2 separate regions of the Muntiacus reevesi genome follow, and region 1 is linked to region 2. The links are chromatin contacts, called in public Hi-C maps. All regions are on one chromosome and are shown on one strand. The core of a region is the stretch at or near the end of the contact, and the rest is flanking DNA. Distances in the headings are between cores, read along the strand shown. Region 1 holds the start of TPR (translocated promoter region, nuclear basket protein). Region 2 holds the start of SWT1 (SWT1 RNA endoribonuclease homolog).

Region 1 (6,640 bases), core at 3,746-6,245, 1.2 Mb after region 2:
ATATCATATTATTATTGGTTATTTGTACCACTTCCTATGTTTTTAAAAACTACTTTGCCTATTTCCCCCCTTGAATGGCTTTCTCATAATTTGAAAGTAGTCATGTGTTAAAGATATATATATGTAGTGTCATATTTTTATTGAGAAAATAGTTTTTGGTGATTGTTCTTTGTATGTGGAAAATTTTACATTTCTATTGAACCAAGTCTATCACTCTTTCCTACTATAAATACTTTCTGTATGTATTTCTTAACCTCAAATCAAAAGCAAATTTTTTAAAAAGCAATGGCAAGAATCTGAATGTCTATCTGGTCAAAGAATCACTGGGTATGACCACTTTATTAAATAAACTGGCCTGCAATCCTTGTGATCACCATCAATCTGTTATTCTTAATCACCACTCTAAAGAAATGATGATCACTGTAGATTCACCCATATCCCCAACTGCACTGAAATACTTGAAATAATGCCTGGGCAACAGTAAGCATTAAATAGGTAATTTCTAAAAGAATGGAAGGTAGGTAGGTAGTTAAGTAGGTGAGTGGGTGGATGGATAGATGGATCTATGAATGCATGGGCTTCCCTGGTGGCTCAAAGGGGAAAGAATCTGCCTGCAACGTGGGAGACCTGGATTCAATCCCTGGGTCGGGAAGATCCCCTGGAGGAGGGCATGGCAACCCACTCCAGTATGCTTGCCTGGAGAATCCCCATGGACAGAGGAGTCTAGCGGGTTACAGTCCATGTGATTACAAAGAGTAGGAGACAAGGACTCCCAGGAGTGACTAGGCATATACAACCTGAATGTCTACCCTACTTACAAATTTATGGCATTTTAGTTACAACGCAAAAAAAAACCCTTTTTAAAATGACTTAAGAGCTACATAGCTAGTAGCAAATGTGTGTTTTTCTTTTATATCAAGTACTCATATTTTCCAATAAGTAAAAGGAATGTCCAATTAATCATTACAACATAAAATCCCACTAAGAAATTTATGTATACACATTTTTGTTAGTAGCTTCTCCTAACTGAACATATTTCATCTTCCCACTGACTAAATGAACAATAAGCACAATTAGAACAGAAAAATTCCTCAAGTACCATGTTCACAATTAGCTTTATTCACAGGAATAACTATTACCTGAATGGCAATACTGCGATCCTGAGCAACTTCAAGTTCCTTGTTTTTCTCGGTAAGTGCCTTCAGTTGATTGTCTGGATAAAAGGAATTTTATGAATGTCACACACATAAGCTTAAAATCTTCAATGACAGCTTTTATTCAACTGTCACCCATACACACTTTGAAATTAAGAAACTGAGTTTCAGAAAGGTTGATTTGTACAAAACTGCATTTCAAATTCTTTTTTTTTCTTTTTTTGCATTTCAAATTCTTAAGTACAACCCAAATTGACTGCATTTCTAATACAACTTTTTAAATATGCTATCCTGTTTCCAAAATCATATTTGCAATCATTCTAGCCAACATTCTTAGGAAAAAGTATTTGCAATTACTCATTTCCTTGTTTTTCAATGACATCTAAGTCAATCATAATGAACTATATTTACAAATTTAAAAATTAAGTACAAAAAAGACAAAAATCAAGAGACCAAATAATATTTAAACCCATATAAAGTGTGTACAGAATACATCACAAGAATGGATAATTGTAATTCAGCTGGTTTATATCCCTAAGAAGAGCTATGCTTAATACTGAATTTTCAGTCCTAGGATCTCCACCCATAATGTGTTGCCTCCCCTGATAGTTTCTCTTTTAAATGCATGTTGATAATTAGGAAGAATACACTTTCTGAAATTTTCTTCCACTAAAACACATATTATGTACTAGTGGTTTAATGAACAATTATTACTATTTCCAAGTTAAACAACTGGCTTGTTAAAAGAAGAAAAATCCTGCTAATTTAGTCTAAATTTTCAATATAGTTTTAATGTTATTTACAGCCTTCTAAACTTACAAATTCAGAATAAACTACAAAAACAAACAAAAAAGTGTGTCTATCTAGGTTTATCCCCATCTTCTCCTCCCTCTCCCCTTCCCAGATTTCATATAGGAAGCTGTGATCAGTCATTTTCTTGAAATTTTTTAGCACTACTGCTCTACAAACCTTTTATTTTCCATGCCAAGATAAAACAATGTAGAGGTGATGAGTCATATACAGCTACTCAATAACTATTTATACTCTCATTACAAATACTAACATACCATCATATGTATATGTCACATTTTAAAAATGAGATGTGCCAAAATTAGCCAAAAAGAATTTCAACTCATACAGCCAGTGGGCATGGACTCAGTTAAGAAGACTAATGCTTCAAGTTTTCTCTTGATTATTAGCTTTTTGCATTCCCAATCAAATTAAAATCCAGCTATATCTAATAATATTATGATGTCCCTACTCTATAAGATCTTCCTACATTTGCTTTTTTTCTACTGCAAACAAAGCACATAAAACACATCATCTTCCAGATCTTATGTATTTTCAGGACTTAGTGATATCAGAAAACTTATCATGAAGAAAACTGGCTGCTCAGCTTTCAAGGAAATTACATTCTTAGATTTAAAAATATTTATAAAAATTATAATGAGAGCTAAAACACAAATATTATAATGGAATGAATAGGCTTTAATTTTTCAACATAAAAATAATCAAGTCACTCTGTTTTTCAGTTGCATAGTGCTTTAGCCTTTTCAAAATACTTTCATACACACCTCATTTGACATATACAACTGTTGGAAGTAGACAGACAAGCGGTCCTAGTCATTTTGTAAACAATAAACACTATCACGATTTATATGATAAAAGAGCTTTTAACATAACAGCAGTCAGAACTAGAACCCACACCTCCTGACCAACAAGCCCTGTACTCTTTCAATATCTTTACCGCTGAGTGAAAAAAAATCCTAATATTACCATAAATTAAGAACAATCAATATTTTCATATACAGTAATTAAATATTTTCAAAGCGTCTAAAGGAGTAGCCAACCTCAATACCCCAAGAATAATAGAAAGACCTAATTAAATACTTACTGAGCTTCTCTAGCTCAAGCCGCAAGCTCTGACACTCTCGGGTTTCATTCACAAGTCTCTCCTGACTGTGGGACAGTCTCTTCTCAATCTCAAAGTACTGTTGTTCTACAGATGATTAGAGGACAAAAAGAAAAAATCAAGCACACACATGTACACTGTCAACATTGCTACTTATTTTTAATAACCTTGATTTTAAGATTTAGGACATAATATTGGAACCCACACTCCATATAAGAACGAATCTGAGTAAAGACAAATGTATGGTAAAGGACTTCAACGCAACATTTCCAGTTGACGTATACGTATATGACAAAAGAAAATAAAGCCTGAATGCGGTTTCAACAAATAATTTTTATGTTTACTCCACAAGATTATGAAATTCCTCAAGGCTGGCAACATGTCTTATTTATCATGGTATTTCCCCCACACATCAACTGACTTCTTAGCATAAAGCAACCCCTTCCCCCAAAAAAATTAAATGGAGAAAAAAAATCATTTTGGTTAATAACCGCTTTGTTTTAAAAAGGCTTGTATTAAAATAGCCAAAATAACATCTGAACAGACAAAATTACTAAATTTATGTAAAAATATTTGCTAACTTTCCAAGGGAAGCAACTGATAACATACTGCTCAGCAAAGTATCAGTCACATAGAAGACATTCAATATTTATTGTGCAAATTAACAAATAGAATGCAGGGTACTATATTCAGTGTTGGGATTCAGATAATTTTCAACATCAGTTCTGCTCGACAATTACAACTATTTTCTGTTTTTTTTAAACAAAAACTTACTTAAGGAGTTTCAATCCACTTAGCAAAACCAGTTACAATCCCCACCCCAACCTACCCCCAAAAAACTGGTAAACCAAGACACACAAACGGTTTAATTTTCAACATCAATTCTGTATCGACATTTTACCACTGGTAATTACTATGATCGTAATCTTTCTTAAACGTTGTTCGTCACTATGTCAGCAACTTTCTTATTTGTGGGTTTACTACAGTTATTTGTAAACAGATCTTAATATATTTTCGATCAAACTTCAATTTTTAGAGAGAAGTCAGATATATTAAACATACTGCACGTCTGCTGTGGTTCCAGGGCTGTCTTAGGCACCTACTCGTTTTTTGTGCACATTTAGTTCATCACAGCACCAAAGCGACACAGTCAGAACAAACGCAAGAAGTTATCAATTAGCCAAAGGCCTCTGAACATAGACTACTAGAAAACAGAAAAACTACTGTCCTTCAACGTGCAACAGACAGACAGGCTTAGAAGAGTCAAGAATTGCACACTCTCAGAGACTCAAATCACCACAATGGGTTTGCTGGACAACGTTAGCTTTTCCTAAATGAGACCACTCTAATAACAAAGAAAACGAAACTCCAATGTAGAGTCAGAGTTAAAAAACAAAAAGGTTCTTTCGTATCAAACCGGGAGAGGGGGTAGTTGAGAGAAGGCCTACGGTGCCCACCGAGCCGGGGAAGCGATGCCACCAGGGAAGCTGTGGGCAGAGCGAGCTTGCAAGGGGAGACCAGCCATCGCTGTGGAGTCGGGCCCAGAGAGCAGGGCGGGAAGAGCGCCGCACTTACCGCTCTCCACCTTAAATTTCTCGTGCCGTCCCTTCAGGCCGTCGATCTCGGACTGCTGGTCAGCAAGGAACTTCTCAAGTTTGTTCTGGACGGACTTAGGCAGCTTGTTCAGCTCCGTGCGCTCCAGGACCTGCTGCAACACCGCCGCCATGTCGACTGGGCCGGGCACCGCGGCAGCAGCGGTCGACGCGGCAGAAACAGAAAAGAAAGGCGAAGACCCAGAGGACCCAGAAGCCTGGGCGGCCGCCTCGACCTCCTCACCCGGTGGCTCGCGCGCGCCCGCCCGCCGGAGACTCCCGCGGCGGGACCCTGGGAAATAGAACTCTGTGTTAGCCGCGGCACTAGACGCGCCACAGCGCCCGCGCTCGCAATGCGCGCGCAGCCGCCGGAAGCTGTGCACCCTGGGAATCCGAGTTCAGAGGCAGCCTCTGACCCTGTTCAGCCAGGCCGCTATCCAGCTTTCTCTCACCCTCCTCTCCGCCCAGCTTCAAGCCGCGCAGGCTTCTGGGAAACGTAGTTTTTTCCAATCCCTTCCGTGAGTCCTATGCCGCACCACCCATTTCACTTCCTTCTTTCACCCCCGGCCCCCTACTCTCGCCTGCGCGTGGACCACTCCTCCGCGAGGTGGCGCCACAACGTACTCGTCAACCTACGTTCCTACCCGAAGAGCAAGGCAACCTCACCGTCAAAGCTTCGGGATGCCATGGGTCGTCCTCTTTGGCGGTTTCTAGACACTGAGCCACTAGAGGGCATCGGTCTTGGCAGGGCCAGACAACAGTCACTGGGCTACTGCCACGCTCTCAATGGCGCCCAGAAGGGGGCGGGGTGGCGACCGCAGTAGCTGGCTGAGGTGCTGCTCTGGTAAAAGTTGGAGGGGGGGGGGGTCAGCTTACGTCATCAATCCGCGCCACCTGACTCCAGAGACCCTGGGTTTGGAGTGGGAAGTGAGGTGAGGGAAGTCCGTCGCTTTCTGATGAATTCACTGACTGTGGAATTGGGACTGGAGGGGCACCTGGTCCCTGGAGTCTTATACTTATACGCTAACCCCCTTCTCTGTCAGGGGGTCTGACAGTTCGTCAGATTTGTCTGCCACGTGTGCACAGTCTGAGTACAGGTGAGTCAGCTTGAGGGTGGAATTTGTGTGTGTGTGTGTGTGTGTGTGTGTAATGTGTGCGCTCGGACACAGCTGCCTTTTCAAGGAGGAAAAGAAAAGGAGAGACAGTAAGAAGCATATGGACGGACACTCCTACACAGCACAGATCCCCTTTGGAGACTTGTCTTACCTAGGTGTTTTTGTTTGTTTTGGGTGGTAGGGGTGGGCAACAGTGATTTAACAGAAACGTAAGGAGTTCCGTTTATTTCCAGGAAGAAACCAAGAGGAGTTTGAGTGTTGCTTTTATTTGTATGTTTTAAGGTAACGTTGCGGAAAATGTTGCCTTGTGTCTATATTGTTAAATTGAAAAACTATCGGAGCAGAAATTTTTAAATACATTCTTGAGAACCATTTCTCCTGACACCGTAACAGAACAATTTGTTTCCAGATTGTAATTCGATGGCTTCTAAGCTGAATCTGGGAATTGTTTCATGTTTGATTATTCTTGAAAAGAATTTGGTAAATTCTTTATTGAAAATGAGGCATTCCTAATGTCGTACTCCCACCTTTGAGAATACCAGTAAGGAGCTTCTTTCAGATTTCTTTCCCCTCAGATATTCTGTGTGTGTTAGTCACTCAGTCGTGTCTGACTCTTTGTGACCCAGTGAACTGTAGCCCACCAGGCTTCTCTGTCCATGGGATTCTCCAGGCAAGAATACTGAAGGGGGATGCCATTTCTTTCTGCAGGGGATCTTCCCGACCCAGGGATGGAACCCATGTCTCTGGCTTGGCAGTCAGATTCTTTATCACTGAGCCACCTGGGAAGCCCGTATTATGTCCTAGGCCCACAATATCATCATTATTGATCTACTATTTGGAAAACACCGATGTCCTATACTTGAACTT
Region 2 (6,889 bases), core at 2,438-4,937:
ATTCCCCAATGCTGCTTAACCCACTACTGATTAACAAAAATGGATACAATTTTGAAGTGAGGTATGGAGGGATGAATATATGTATAGGAGACGTTGAGGAAAAGGAATCAAGAGGGTAGCTTCAAAAAGAAAAAATGGTATGGAGAATCAAGATAATGCAGAAGCCAGGAAAGAAGGGACTGTAAAAGAGTAGTGCTTAACAGTACATATCACAAATAGTTGTAGAGATCAAGAAAAGACTACTGGATTTAGTATTTAGTAAGTTTCTAGTGACCTTTAAGAAGGTTCAATGAGGTGTTTTTAGAGTACAAATAGAACTGGAAAGAGAAATGAAGTATAGAAAATCAGCACAGATTATTTTCAAGAAGTCTGCTAGTATTAAAAAAAAAGAGATGGGATTTTAACTTGCTTCTTTCTTTTTAAGGATAGAGAGACCTGAATATTGTAGCCCTGTGGAAAGAAATGTTAACAAAATAGAATTCTGAATATATAAGACTCAAGAGATGGTAACTGATAGGAAAAGATCTTCAGTGAGTTAGGAGTCAATGGGATAAACCACAGGACTCTTTAATATTACATAATTGGATTATGTAATTTCTCCACGCTGCTGTCTTCCTGCCTATTCCTCTCCAAGCCTCACTCCCAGTTGCTTTCCCTGCTATACAATCTACATTCTTGTTTGTCTCATCTACAAATAAGCAGTAAGAAGTCAAGGGCTACATCTTTATTCATCTCTGTAATGGCTAAATGCCTACTGCAGTAACTTGCACACAGCAGGCACTAGTTTTAAATTAAATTAAAAAAAAAATCACCAGTCTCTTTGGGTGCAGTAGCACACGGAGTCAAAATTTTGGAATTCAATTCAGCCCTTATCAGCCATTCCTGTTAAAATGTGTTAAAAAATATTTTTACCTAATTCCAAAATGAGAAACACAAACAGCAACAAATGCTATTGGTTAATTTCTTATATCAGGTATTATTCAAATGACTTACAATGAGACAGCTTCTATAAACAGATAAACTGTTTTCCCATTTGATCAAAAATCTTTAATTACTGGGTCAGACAGTAAGATTCAGGCAATGAGTCTGTATGTACACACCAACCTATTTAATTTGAAATCATTGGCTTCCATACTTCAAAGATCTGTGTGTGTGAAACAAAATACATGGTACTACTAACAATGTGTTTATTGCAATCATTCTAACTACTAATAGTACAGAGTAAGTAAAAGGGGCCCGGTAAGATAGAAAACTGAAAATCCTGTAGTCCACTACTGAAGAAAACTCTAAAGATCTGTCCAAGAGATTCATAAAAATGCCTATGTACATCTCTAAAGTCACTTTCTGGTTCAAGACAGGAGATATCAATCTGTACTTAAAATCACTCAATCTTTTTGTAACACACTAGTAATCTAGAAGTCAATAGGCAAACCTCTTATTAAATCAGATGATTCCAAGATGCTAGGCGGTTCTTTTAAAACTTCTTTTTCTTCCTCAATTTTCAATTCTACTTCAGATATGCCATCTTCATCTTGCCTATATGAGACTGACTTCAAAGGGCTAACTAGACCATCTAAAAATAATTTTTAAAATGTGATTAATACGTTTCTAATGCATTTCCAATTTCTTAATCACTATTTGTTCCAGAAATGCATTTTCAGGTTTTTCAAACATCACACATTCTTCAAATTAAATACTCATAAATTTTGGAATATATGAATAAATCTTCCCAAACTATGTTTAACGTATTCATGATGGCAGGGAGGTGGAGAAAGCATAAATCACCTAAAGCTGCTCAATCACATCCGATTAACATAAAAAGACCACATCTAGAGGTGAGTTAAGGAGGATACCTTACTCTGGAGTGTACCTGTTCTTCCCCCATTGCAGATGCAGAAGAAACAACTGGCCTTACTTAGCACTTACTAGCTTTGATCTCCTGTGATGAGGAGAGGCCTACAAGAGGCATTCTGACCTTTGTCTTTTCTGTGACCATCCTACTCTTTACTATAGCAATCTGTATGTTGTTTAAAAATTACAGAAGTAATTCTATTAGATTATAACTATCCAAATGTTTTTTAAACATTAACCTCAAAACTGGCTTAGCAGTAGGAAAGACAACATATTAAGATTTTTTGTTGTTTTTATGATTCAGAAAAAGCATAAAGGTCAATTTGGGGACAAAATTTCTAAAGAAAAGTTTCTTAGAGCTTACGTTTAAAAATGTTCAGACTATTCTTAATAAAGTGTTACTTATCAATCTTTTAAATTCCTTTATGGTCCAATAAACCATCACTTATAAAACATGCAAGCACAGTTAATACAGGCTATTAATTTTCGACAGCCGACTTGGAGAAACGTACAAAACTCGACGGGTATTTACGTCTGAGGGAAAACATCTATAATTTAGTCACTATCTTAAAACTACTCGTCAGCCTCAAATTCTTTTTGGAGGCAAGCTGCTAAAGAAAAAATGAGAAAAACCCCATCTCGTGTCTATTTCGAGACATAAAACCTAACTGACAGCAACGGTTTCTAAATCTTGGCAGTTAGCATCTACTACAGTAAACTCGGTTACTCTATCATATTTTAAAGGGCACAGGGAAATATGGCAGACGGGGCTGAGAGGGAAACTACCAAATGAGGTGTAACTTCTAATTTCTGTAACAGAAATAGCCCCCCCTTTAACGAAGACGTTCACGATCCCATTATTTCCTTCCACCTGCAGCACCACTGGCCTCCACAGATCCTTCCCTGTGAGATCCCCGAGGTTTGTGGAGATGATGCCGTCCCCCACCCTGTACCCGTTTTTACCGCTATACGGGTCTCTCGTTCCTCCCCCCATCTCGGTAAAACTGCCTTCTCCCCCTTAAAAACCATCCCAGTGAAGAATGGCCTCCCCTACTCCCCAGCAAGGAGCATTTTCTTGCTTCTCCTGCGGCAGAAAGATCTGGGCCTCCCTGCACTTACTGCTTTCAGCCTCATCAGGGGCAGAGGCTAGGGACGGGGACAGGGCCGGAGCCTGGGCCAGGGCAGGGGCTGGGACTGGAGCCGAGGCCGGAGTCGGAGCCGAGGCAGGGGCCGGGGTCGAGGCCGAGACCGGAGCCGAATCCGGGGCCGGAGCTGGGACCCGAGCCGAGTCCGGGGTCGGGGTCGGGACCGGGACCTGGGCCACCTCCACCTTCTCCTGGGGCAGCAGCTCCTCCTCCGCCATATTCTCCATAGTTACCGCCTCCCTGCCAGGCCCGCCCGGGGACCAGCAGGGGCTCACGGCGGAGTGAGAGAACTGGCGTGAAAGCCCAGAGGGCCGGATCCGAGAAGTGGGGAAGCAAATGGGGAGGGCGAGATGCGTGCAACAGACAAAAGATGAAGATTCAGTGACCAAATCCAGTCAGCAGAAAAATTAAAAGCCACAGGCAGCGATTCGCGGGCCCGTCCGCTTCCTTTTCCCCGAGGCGTTACGACGCCAGCCCCGACTGCGCAGGAGCATGGTGGGGGACGGCGTCCAATGAGGTCAGAGAGTTCCGTTTCCACGGCGCGTCTTCGTTCTAGCCGTCAACCACCGAACCCAACCAAAACTACAATACCCAGCGTGCACTGCGCCGCCCAGGGCGGAGCGGGGCGGTGGGTGGTCCCAAGGCCTCGGAGGAAGTAAAGGCAAAGCTAAACAAACGCTCCAGAGCTTTCGAGCGCTAGCTGCCATCGGAGCGCAGGACTACATTTCCCAGCGGGCATCGCGCTCGGGGTCCCTCACCCTTGGTTTGGGCGTCCCAAATCGCAACCGGCGCGGGCTCTGGTAAGTAACGTAGGGAAGCCGAGGGGTTAGTTGACGTTTCGGTGGGTACTCTCCCTGCCTCACTCCGGGACCGAAAGAGGGCAGCCGGCGGGACGGACGGAGGATTCGGGGGCCTCTCGAGCCTGGGCGGGGCGACTCTGTGGGCGGACCCGGGGTTTAGCCTGCTCTGTGAAGGGTGTGGTTCTGGCCGGCTCTGCCTTCGGGCTGCCTCTCGCCCCGGGTTGGGTGCGGTGTATTTCTACCTGAGTCCGCGGTTTCTGGGCCGCCTGTCAGTCAGGTGGACTTCGAGATGGGGGTCTGCTCTTCGTTTCGCGCCTTCACCCACACCATGATCTGAACACTCTTTTCCTTTTAATTTAGTTTTAACCTACGTATTCCCCATAGCAGCGCCGCGCTGTGGCTGTAAGATTCCTGTGATGGTGAATTGCGGGGCCCAGGAGTCGGGAGAAGACAATGCTTACATTTAGGCTTTTAATATCCAAAGCTCCTGAATGTGTGGAGCTTCAGGGCACTTGACTGATGCGATTCAGGTTCCTCAAGGCGTCTGTTAAGTTTGCAGGCCTCCGTACTTCTCGTTACTCTCCGAGCCTGCTTGAGTTTAAGGCGCGCTCCTTCAAGCCCACTGCGGGAGGCAAGAGGAATAAAACCTTGTTTTCTGACTACTCTGCCTACACTGGTCCGAATGTTACAGGAAGCAGGAAGGGAGAATCTTCTTTTAGTCTCAGGTATTCGCACTTTCCGTTCGGTTTTCCTAGTTAATAAAGGCGATACTTAATGGTTTTCTTCTTGGTCTGTTTATTTTGTTTGTTTTCAGTACGCAGGGGAGAGCGAGTGTGGCACTTCGAAACTCAAAACAGGAATGTGGTCCTCCCTCCAAGTACTTAGAAAGTATATGTGGAGGGGTTTTCCCCTCCTCTCTTCCCCAGTTAAACAATTTATCCCATGGACGTTTTTGTGAATTGTGATTCTAAAGCCCTCTTAGTGGCCCCATCCACAACTTATAACTAGTATTCTTGGATATGTAACTGCCTCACTGGTCTTAACAGTTAATTAAAAATGGGATAATAACATTATAGTTTGCAGGCATGAGTAGTGGATATTTATGCATCATCTGGGAACCAGTGATGTTTTAATTTGTGAAAGAATGGATGGTTAATTGAAAGCTTGATTTAGGATGTCAATTTCATTAATACCAGCTGAAAACTAGAAGATGAAAAGGGTTAGATTTTTAGTCTGTGTATTGTGTGGAAATTTTAATCAGAATTCCCAAGCACAGTCCCTGCTCTTGAGCCACCCTAAAGAAGGCATCTTCAAAGTTTGAAAAATTATATTGAGTATATTACTCATCTATTGCTGTGTAAGTTGTTCAAAACTTTATGGCTTAAGACAGCCAATACACTTCTTACCCCACAGTGGATATGGGTCAGGAATTCAGAAATGGCTTTCTGGGTGTGTCTGCCTTTGGGTCTCTCATAACATTGCAGTGAGATATTTGCAAAAGATGCTGCCTAGTGGATGCTTCATTAAGGCAACAGGATCAGCTTCAAGGGTGGCCCACTCACATGCCTATAAGTCCATTCATTTTTGGCAAAAGGTTTCAGCTCTTCCTTGGTGGGCTTTTCCTAGGGTTACTTGAATGTCTTCCTGATATGGTGGCTGGTTTTTTCTAGGGTGAACAATTCAAGACAGAGAAAGGCAGAAGCCGCAGTGTGTTACTTGACCTAGCCACATATTATATAAATATATCCTGTTGGTTACACAGGTCATCTCTGCTTATTGGGAGAGGGAACTTCATAAGAGATGGTGGCAGCAGAGATCAGGAGCCAATTGGGAAGCAGGCCAGCACAGGAAATCACTCATTTAGTTTATATTTTGATTTCCATAAAATTGATATGAATGGTACACTAATATAAAACATTTGTCCCAGTACATATATAGGTGTTTTTCTTTTGCTAGTCTACTCTCTGCAGTATTTTTTTTTTTTTTATGATTGTCTTAGGGATAATAGATTCAAATTGGTTTTGTGTGTGTGTGTGTGTGTGTCTGTGTGTGTTCAAAGCACAACATGAAAGGGTTTAAATTGTAAAAGGTAAAATAACCAGCCCATTGCCTCTAAGCAATTTATTTCATGGAAGTTATTGTTTTTCCTTATACCTTTCTCCCCATGGAATGGGATCCTTGGAACAAGAAAGAAAAATGAAGATTATTCCTGTAATCTGGAAGCTTAACTGTGAATTTAATTGTTGCCATGAATTATCTTAAAAGGCAAAATTTCTGGGTAATTTAGAATCTGTCCGTAGAAGTATATGTTGACTATTTTATTAATTTTTATTTATTAGATTTCTGGTCTCAGTATTTTCCTTCTTCCGTATTCTTCAAAACATTCTACAAGTTTGATTTAGTGTAATTGATCATTCTTTTATAGAACTTCACTTACTGTGATCATGTTTGACCAGGTGTACTTGTAATTGCTTGGTAGTCTTTGTTATGTTCTTAGCATCAATACTTATCACTCTGTGTGTGTGTGTTGTGTGTGTGTGTTAGTTGTTCAGTCATGTCTGACTCTTTGCGACCCCATGGACTGTAGCCTGCCAGACTCCTCTTTCCATGGGATTATCAGGCAAGAATACTAGAGTGAGTTGCCATTCCCTCTCAAGGGGATCCTCCTGACCCAGGGATCGAACTCTGGTCTCCTGCATTGCAGGCTCATTCTTTACCGTCTCTGTGTCACATGGAAGTGCTGTACACATCACTAGCAGCAATAAACTCTCCTTTGGACTTTGCTTGTGGATGGACCTCTTTATATCTTCTTGCCTCAGCAAATCTGGTGATGTTCCCAATCTCTGGCCTCTGTGTTCCAGTACAGGCTGATTATATATACTATCTTTGAAGTGCTTATAACCATTGGGGATGACTGTGTGTAGTTTTCCTTCTTTCTTTTTCTTTTTGTCACTAACAACAGTACAGACTTGATCCAGACCCAGGCTAGAAAAGGGAGACTGGGATCAGAAATGGACAGAGGGACTGCAAGGAGCAAGAGTTGGAAGTGACTCAGAATGAACAGTCACTATTCTGGGAAAGAAAAATTCACCT

Evidence for each region. A called contact is a pair of places that touch in the nucleus more often than the background predicts.
Region 1: a Hi-C map of blood shows a contact between it and region 2, with 3 times the contacts expected there. The contact joins the promoter of TPR here to the promoter of SWT1 in region 2. A contact is called at or near these places in 2 of 3 Hi-C or Micro-C datasets (blood and muscle).

The regions. Positions count from the first base shown.
Region 1 is chr5:112,582,611-112,589,250 of mMunRee1.1, forward strand. TPR (translocated promoter region, nuclear basket protein) reads right to left here and starts at 4,996. Exons shown (of 51, transcript XM_065936212.1): 1 at 4,642-4,996; 2 at 3,049-3,153; 3 at 1,140-1,213. The coding sequence starts at 4,792. It overlaps ODR4 (odr-4 GPCR localization factor homolog), which reads left to right and starts at 5,567. Exons shown (of 14, transcript XM_065936214.1): 1 at 5,567-5,755.
Region 2 is chr5:111,342,879-111,349,767 of mMunRee1.1, forward strand. SWT1 (SWT1 RNA endoribonuclease homolog) reads left to right here and starts at 3,688. Exons shown (of 18, transcript XM_065936200.1): 1 at 3,688-3,796. It overlaps TRMT1L (tRNA methyltransferase 1 like), which reads right to left and starts at 3,854. Exons shown (of 15, transcript XM_065936204.1): 1 at 3,755-3,854.